Linked DNA regions of Zea mays: region 2 is linked to region 1. A link is a contact called in public Hi-C data. All regions are on one chromosome and are shown on one strand. Each heading gives the region's core, a stretch centred on a gene start, on an enhancer-like site or on the middle of the called end of the contact. The rest is flanking DNA. Distances are from core to core; before and after follow the strand shown. Region 1 holds the start of LOC542342 (starch branching enzyme 3). Region 2 has its middle 47 kb from the start of LOC109943999.

Region 1 (4,561 bases), core at 1,055-3,554:
ACACTATCATGTGTTTAAAAGGTGACTGCCAAACTTGTGGAGAACATACGTATGCTCCAGGAGCCCATTCTCTGTAAGTGATACCTTCAGCGCTGGAAAAGGAAGGGGGAAACAGTAATCAGTATTTGCTCATAAGATGCATGATTTACTAAAAAGAACATAGTCATATGGCTTTACATTTACCTGCGAGTAAATCCAAGCTTTTCGTAACCGCGTGAAAATGCATCCAAACCACCTTCATGTTGATCAATAGCCGCACGTAATCTCTTATATTCACTGTATCTGTTGAATCCACAAAGGCAAACCAAGCAAAAATGTCGAAGTTGCACTTTTCCCAACAAAAGCAACAAATATTGGAGCTTAAATTGTCTAATTGTTGGCGAATCGACAGAGTAAATTACACACCCCACGTACCAGTTACACATTCTTATCAGTTTAGTTGCTCTGTTTGAATAATGATAAATGATAAACAGAGATAAAAATAATATATGGTGAATTTTATAGTTTAAAATCTAGAAATTAAGTTTTTCAGTCATTAATTCCAAAATGCTTTCTAATACATCCACAAAACCATGATGAATAATCCCACTAAGAGCAGACCGTAATTTCAGCAGTTTAGCTCAGCGCTAAACAGAAGTAACAGCTTACCGGTAGTCAAGGTGACCCCGAAACCCTTCCAACATTGGGTCAATCTCATATATTCGTTGGCCATCTCCTGGTGGTGGGATAACTCGTGGTTTCTCCTCCACGAGTGGTGCTTTGGCTTTGATGCCTGCACCATCAATTTTGGTTCCACCAGTACCTCCAACTCCAATCACTTCTGAGAGCTCAGGCCTCTCCTCAGCCTCAACTCCTGAGCTTGCTTCAGCCACTGCTGATGTTGTTTGAGTTGGTGAGGAGGATGTCTTCTCCACAGTCAGTTCTGCTTCAGGTATCTACAGCAAAGAAATAGATAAGTTTTGTGTAGAACAACAGAAATAACCAATGGTGTATTCCTTAGTGATCTTCTTGCTAGGTGTAGGTGGGATCACAAGCTAACAATGTCAGTAGCCCAAGAACCAGCACGGTGCCCTAACCAACAATTCACGAGGCTTTGCACAATGCCTGATATGAAAGTGCAAAGGCTGAAACCCAAACTTGATTTCATCAGACATTTGGACATTTGTACCATGGAGGCACAGAAGGGGACAATCGAACCTGTAGTTCTTCAGGTTGAGTGTCCACGACCGGCTCTGCGGAGGAAAGCAAGTCATCACTGCCACCTCCAGGCACCAGTACCTTTCCAGGAGCACCAGCGCAGCTCAGAACGGTGCCTGCAAATTCCAAAGCGAGCTCCACTGATAAGAACCAAGAAACCACCAATTTGCAGGCTGCGACGACGAGGAAACAAAATAAGAAGAAAACGAGGAAACCCATCGGCACAGAAATTGGAAGTATCGCTGCAGCAACTGGTAACACTAACGCATATCGCCGCAACAAAATGCAGGATCCGAGTTTAGGAACCGCGCTCGATGGCTTCCACTGGTCGAAATGCAGACATAGGAATAAGAAAAAAAATATGCGTGCGCGTATGAGAACCAGAACCACTCAGGATCCAGGCCAGCACAAACGGCACACAAGCGCAGAGGGAGAAAAGCGAGGAGAGCCGGCGACCAGCCGACTAAGAATAGAGGGGGAGGGGGAAGCGAGCGAGCGAGAGAGCCGTACGAGAGAAAGCGTCCTTCCTCCTGAAGAGCACCGACGGCAAGTCCACCGCACTCCTCCGCTCCCCACCAGATCGCGCCGAGCCGCCGGGCCGCACGACCCCGAGCCTCGCGCCGGACACAGCGAACGACGCCATCCCGCGCCCCACCCAGCAGCAGATCCGAGTCCAACCACCCGCACGTACGTACGCACGCGCGCGCTCCTTCACCCGCGCAGCCCACGGGAAGCGAGTGTGGGGAGTGGCGGCAGCTGAGGCCGAGGAGGACGAGCGGCGTGAGATATTATTAGCCCGCGGGAGTGAGCAGGGCTGGGCTGGGGAGTGGGGAGGGAAGGAATGGGGGAGCAACGTGTGCGGCGGTGGTGGAAGGAGGCACTGGCGCTGCATCTGCATGGGGATGTGAAAGGGAAAAAGGCGCCAGGGTGGGGGCCCCGTGGAAAAGCGTGGGCGTCGTCTTCCCCGTGCGCCCGCGCCGGACGGCCGGAGGTGGCAGCGGACGGAGACGTGGCGTTGGGGTGGGGCAGCAGCAGATCGCGAACCAACGGCTGAGAGCGCGTTCCTGGCCATCCGTGGCAGGCGCCCTCGCGGTCTGCCGCTGTCGCCTACCGCCTACCACAGTAGTGTGTCCCGTAGCAGTAGAAGTCCCGTAAGCTACTGCCTCTCCGTTTTTTTCTGAGAAGAAGAAGAAAGGGAGAGGAGTCACGCGGCTACTCGCTCCCATTCATGTGTCTCTGGTGCGTGGTGGCGGCGCTTGCTCGTGCTCCGTGGACCGTGCGTCCCTGCCCTGGCGTCCGCTGTCGAGCCGAATGCTTGGCTGTTCTTGTCCGCAGGACAGGTAAAAAGATCTTAAAGAGACTGATGGAGCGTATTCTCATAAACTCGTCCCTTGTGTGGGATTGAAAGCATATAACCTCGGCAATACGAATATTCCCAGCATTTTACATTCGATTTCATAAAATCAAAACCTCTTCCTGTAAACAATATCACCTCTATAGCAACGAGATCTCACTCACCACTGTCAACTGTCGTCTTGCCCAATGCACGAATTTAAATTAGCCACTACTACCATTCAACACCAGAAAACGTGCAGCCGTGCAACCCATGCATAGTTTAATACATTAATTAATCACTCGTTGATCCTAGATACGAGGGAGATTTTTTCTATAGCTCGTCGACAGGTGTTGACTGGGGATGTTCGATCGGCGATTGCTTTGGTAGCCCGCCAGATCGCCGCACAGTATAGGAAACAAACGGACGAAAAGGGCCGGCCGGGGGTACACGATGGCCTACGAGCAGTCGCGCTCTCCTCCTGACCGTCAATTCGGCCGAGCTTTACTCTACCGCCAGAAATTTTTACGCCACCAAATGGCAAGCGAGCCTGCACCGTGCACATGCCCGTCACCTCCAAATCTGTCGAATAGTATCAAGAGAGGGAGCATGCTATCATAAACACAATTTACACTTCACAACCAGTGACTAAACATGAGAAAACACAGGTCTGGTTCACCAACCTAAACCCGTTTGTTTTCCCTGGTTAAAGTTTAACATTTTACTTTTGCTAAAGTTTAGCTACTAAGAGCAACTTCAAGAGGATGTTAAAAAACTTATGCCAAAAACTGATTATTGGAGTGAGGCTAAAAAGTTTTTGAGCGAAACCTGTTGTGTACAACAATTCCCCTTAAAGGGTCCTTGGGGCATGGTGATGTTAGCACCACTTTCATCTGGGGTAACAAAGCCCCCCGCGGGCACAATTCTTCTGTTGGCTGGTTATGCAAGGAAAAATTCAGTGCAAATGGAACCTGAAGAAAAAAGGGATTGTGGATGATGACTGTTGTGAAATATGTAACCAAGACAGTGAAACTCCTTCGCACATCATCTTCCACTGCCCGTTTGCACGCCAATTTTGGAGCTCCATCGGATTCTCTGTCGCTGATGATCTGGGCACCCAGGACCTGCCAAACATCAGTCGCCCTGATCGCCTTCCGGGTGCAGAATTCAACTCCTTTGTCCTCCTCTGCTGCTGGCAATTGTGGAAACGCAGAAATGGTGTCGTCTTCCGTCAGGATCAGGCCACTCTTGCGGCCACTTTGCATTCATGCGCTTCTGAAGCAAAAGCTTGGGCGTACAGGCACAACAGGAAAGAGGCACAAGTATTAGGTGCTTGGTTGTTGGTGTTTTCTAATCCTATTATGTAATCTCATCATTGCTTCGCCCTCCCCCTGTAACTATGCTAGCTACAATGCTGCTAGCTTGCTGTAAACTCTAGTCGCTTTGGGCAAAAAGACCTGAATGAAAATCAGGTGGGGATCCTCTCCCCCCGTGACAGTCTAAAAAAAATTGGGAACTGAACCAAAAAACCTATCTGATTGCTCCCTGGGCTTCCAGGTTGCTTGACTGTCTTTATTGGATCGGCCTTGCTGCACACAATCAAGGCATGATCCTTGTGTTGTGCCTGTACGCCGCCAGGTTATTGGGAAACAATGTCTGACGCTAATATATGCGGGGGGAGGGAGCTCGATACGAGATGCAAAGTTTTTCAGTGAAAGAAGAGGGATCGGTTGTCGCAATAAAAAAATGAATCAGCCCCTAATTTTAGTTTTTGGGTTGATTTCCGTTCTCACTTGGAGTTGCTCTAAGAGTGATTAAAAGTGTTATGATAAAGTTTAGTACCCTTTAGCACTTTAGCTTCCCAATACTAAATTGTGCTAAAAATTAGTCATCAACCTCATTTAGTCATTTACACCTTTCTCTCTCCCTCCACCCTATGCCACCAACCCCTTTCTCTCTCTTCCACCGTTCATCCCTCAAATACATGGAGAAATAGGCATTAACAATAGATAATTATATTATCTATACTAC
Region 2 (4,561 bases), core at 1,417-3,916, 170 kb after region 1:
AAGTTCCACTAATTTGAGAAAACTCGCTACGGATTCAGGAAGTATAGGAATCCCTCATCCGAAAAGCTTTACATACAGTTCAACCCGAGGATCTCCCTATACTCTGCAATGACACCTCCCCGCTTGCCCCTTTCTGGTAAGGTAATCTCTCTCTAGCCTTCCTAATTACTTGGCCAAGGGCGTCCCATTCCACCCTTGTGGTAGTACTGTTTTCTCGGATGGTTCTCCATGTTCCAATTAATAAAATAATCTTACCATGAACAATAATTAAACCAACAGTATTAATGGAACATGATCATATATAACATTAATTCCCAAAACCAGGTAGAGCAATAGCAAATCTACCCGATAGTTCATTTGTTTGCAAGGTGTGGGATAAACAAAAACTAGGGAAACATATTAGGTCCCATCAAATTAACCTGAGCATGTCACAGTGATTAACATGAACATTATTAAGTAAAGAAGAGTGATAACATTGCACCAATCATGGGAACGAGCTGCATAGGAATATTCTATGCGCCGCTACGAGATCGTAATTTCGAGAACCACTAAAATCAGAGTTATGGTTAAAAATATATGAATTTCCTAAGTTTTAGGTGATTAAATAATAAAACTATATTCTATATTGATTAATATAAAACTTGTGAGAGAAATATTACAAAGAAATAACTAATTTGATCTTTAGTCAACACTATAACTTGTTTAGAAGTAAAATTTTAATAAAGTTATGGATGAAAACATTGACTTTTAATTAGAAAAGTAAACCTAATGGGCACAAGTTAAACCATCATTTAATTATTTATGAAAACATGATGAAATAATATTGTTTAATGTGTAGGCAATTTTAATACAAAGCTAACACAATTGAAACGAATTGAATCGAAGCTAAAATGAAGAAAATATGAATTTTCTAAATTTTTATATTTATTTTTTTCGATAGAAATCATTCTCTAGATTTATTATAGAAACTATTAAAGTACCTGGACGGCGGCTACAATTCTCTAGAAAAGCAGGGGCTATTCTATTAAAAATAGGACTTACATATAAGGTTCTATGTGCATGAGTGTACTACGGGTTAGTTTTGGCAAAATGTAGGGTTTCATATGCAATTGTTACATGGCCGAAGGGGTATCGGTGAAGATCAACCGCCCAATCACAGATCCATGGCAAGAATTAGATCAAACCATTTAATGAACCGGGACATGGTTATGGCCTTCGGATCACGATCCAATGGCCCCTAAGTCGCCACGCCGCCAAGAGATCTGATCCGCTCGCCAAGAAACTGATGATCCCGATTTATCACGTGAAGAGGTACTTCTACGATCTAATCACAACCGTCTAACATGGGATCAATGGTGGACGTGACTTCTCCCTCTCCTGTCGATATCAGGCGACGGTGTCGCCCACCCCACGGCGTAAGATCGTCGTTGACTCGCCCAATCCCGACCCGATGCACTAGCCTGCGCGCGGTACCGTGAAAACGGAGAGAACATGCTGGTGGCCGAATTACAAGCGATTGGACTGCAGTGGACTCCACCTAGAGATGTCAATGAGGACCCGATACCTGCTAACTCGTGGGAAATTTCCCTATTAGGGTACGGGTAAGAGACAAAAATTGTCCCCACGGGTATGGATATGGGACAAAATCTTTACCCATTGGGTAAACGGGTATGAGTTTGGAAATCAATAATCCGAACCCGATTACCCATGGGTATTTCATACGTGTACAACTGTTCTATTTGTATGAATGAGTTAAGGTCGAGCCGGCCACCAAGCCCAGCATGACAGCGCACCAGGCCCCATGTCCTAGTCCAACAAGGCAACACGACAAGGCAACTAGCAGATTAGCAAAAAACAAAAGCCTAAAATAACCAGCCATATGCTACGCCTGTCTAGCCGGCCAACCGTCGCACGCCTAGACAGTTGCACTAGCACTGCACACTAGCGACTTCACCAGCGACGAGGAGCATCGCCGACTGCTAGGAGACTAGGACGACAGTGACGACCATGGATTCTTAGGCGCCAACCAACTTAGATGGTGACCAAGGAAGGTGAGCAGACGTCATTTCTCCATTTCTTTTATCGGTCCCGAAGTACTGATTTCTTTTATGATGGATGAATGAATCATGGTTCATGGATGAGTGCTCATCGATGTGGTGATGTCTAAAATCTGGATAGTTTGCGCCAGCTGTTAGTACCTAGTTATCCCTTAATTGGGGATGGGGACCCATTGGGGACCCGAAATCCGAATGAGGATGGGATGAGTTTTGCACCCATGATGGGTATGGAGATGGGTATGAGAAAGTATAAGCATGATGGGAATGCATCTGTGATGCTATAATCCGGTGAGAAATTTCCAATTGACATCTCTAACTCCACCCATGCGACACAGCAGCAAGGCGACGAAGCCCGCCCTCCGGTGAGAAATCGGTGCCCCACAGATCGCTGTTGCCGCCTGATGAGACTACAGACGTGATCGTTGTCCACCGACGAAGCACACTGGGACCCTCAGATGCCCAACCGCCCACAGCAACCCGATTTTCCCTCATTGCGGATCTCTCCCCTGGCTTTGCACCCTTTTCTACTCGATGTGGGGGCCTATGGGTGGATGGCGAGGGCATTGCAGACCTTGATTCTTAGGTTGTGCGCAGCGGTAAACGCTAGCCATCCCTCTCCCCTTTATGCCGGTTGTAGGGGGCACCCCACGGCCGCAGCGGTGCCCCTACAGCGCACCCTACGCGTCGCCCCCCTTCTCTCCCCCCAGATCTAGCGTATTACTGTTCATCACCCTAAATAATGTGTTGTGGGTCCACGAGTAATTGTTAGTAGATAAAAAATTTGATAGTTGATATAGAAAATGATATTTTATAGTTGTAGTGGGGTATAGGGGAGTATTTAGGAGGAACCGCTGCGAGAGATGAAAAATTAGGAGGAAAAATAGAGGGAACAGTGATATATAGGAAAAAATTTAAGTGTAACGGTTGCGGATAGCCTTATACCATGGAGGCAATACCGGATTGCGATGGCTGACACGGGGGTTTTTAGGGGGATGGTGTTGTTGCTATTCTGTTGGCATTTTTGGCGTGAGCTAGGGGGTAAACCCGACCTGCGGGGCCCACGCGACACACGGGACTGAATCGTGGTCCTCGCATGTTGGTGAGCCTAGGGCGAGTGTGTGCACGACGTGCGGACGCGAGGACTGATAGAGGAGTCCTAGCCGTCAGTGTGTGCTGGTTGGGCTGGTAGACGAAGAGGTGGGCCGTGAGAGGAAACGAGGAAGCCATGCTGATACTGGGCTAGACAGGTAAGAGTGGCCCGCGAGTGCAGGGTAAGTTTCTTTCTATTTCCTTTTTTCTGTTTCTAGCTTTCTAATTTTAGTTCAAGTTCAAATTCGACTTTGGTTTTGAATTCAAACACAAGTTTAAATACAACAAACAAAGAAATTAGCATGAGATGCGATATTTTTAGAGATATATTTTTATATTAATTATTTCATTCCCATCATTTTAGGTAATTTGCTTGCAACATTATTTATCATAAAGAATTCCATTATTTTGAATGCAAAATCTGATTTAGGATTCATTCAAGTTTTAATGTTTATATAGTTTAGGAGAGTATAAAATCTTTACGATGAATTGTTTTGGTTCAAATATTTTTAAAGATTATCTTAATCATAAATTTGTAAAAGAAATAAATAGATTGAAAGTGTTTCTTTTTATTTATTTCTCCAACTTTTAATCTTTAAGATTTGGATCTAAGTTTTTGAATATCAACATATTACTATTATTATTTAATTACTTTAGAGAGATATGCCTCATAAAGGAATCATTATTGGAAGTCATTTTATTCTCAAATCTTTGGAGAACTCTCTAAGTCACCAAAATGTGATTTTGGGTGTTACACTTGACTAAATGCAAGAACTTGCTTCTCCACTTGATCAAGCTTTCCTTAAGCCATACCTCTTGAGTGTATATTGAATCCTTTGATGTCTAATTATCTGATAGATGATCTTTTGACTTTTGATCTTCATGGAATATCCCATCTCCATATATCCAAATGGCCTTATATGATTTCCTTATCATTGTTTGATGTTGATCCTTTATACTTTTATATCATGAACAATCCATGTATATGAGACATTTTCATATCAATCCTTGTCTCTTGACCATTTTCAACCATGATTGCTTTTTCTACTTTCCTCATCAACACTTAGCAAACTGATTAGTCCTTTACGATTGTTTTTATCCAAATCACGAAAACCGATAAAAGGGCTAGATGCACTTTCAGCACAGGACAACGCACAAGAACGATCACTGAATCCGCTTATTGCTCCTTTTCTATTCAGGCGGGGCACCAGACTGTCCGATGCTGGCAACAGACCGTTCGGTGAGTCAATTCGATTGTTGGATCCTAGTCGAAGTTTGAAGTAATCGTTGCCAAATATCACCAAATTGTCTGATGATTGGACCGAGACCGTCCCATGACTTATAGCAAAAAATCCCGAGGCCGAGGAGTTTGGTCGTACTGTCCACCGGGCTGTCCCGTGCACACCGGACTGCCC

What was found. A called contact is a pair of places that touch in the nucleus more often than the background predicts.
Region 2: a contact with region 1 is called in a Hi-C map of bundle sheath, with 2.6 times the contacts expected there. The contact joins the enhancer-like site here to the promoter of LOC542342 in region 1. A contact is called at or near these places in 3 of 25 Hi-C or Micro-C datasets (bundle sheath, leaf mesophyll and tassel).

What each region holds. Positions count from the first base shown.
Region 1 is chr2:60,601,798-60,606,358 of Zm-B73-REFERENCE-NAM-5.0, reverse strand. LOC542342 (starch branching enzyme 3) reads right to left here and starts at 2,304. Exons shown (of 22, transcript XM_008671244.2): 1 at 1,708-2,304; 2 at 1,198-1,313; 3 at 649-935; 4 at 184-282; 5 at 50-92. The coding sequence starts at 2,269.
Region 2 is chr2:60,431,781-60,436,341 of Zm-B73-REFERENCE-NAM-5.0, reverse strand. No RefSeq gene overlaps it. Among protein-coding and RNA genes, the nearest start is that of LOC109943999, 47 kb to the left of the region's middle. Within about 2 kb of position 2,666, at least 16 of the 20 cell types and tissues checked have an H3K27ac peak or open chromatin away from gene starts, as enhancers often do. A contact at or near this core is called in bundle sheath, leaf mesophyll and tassel, where this site is marked.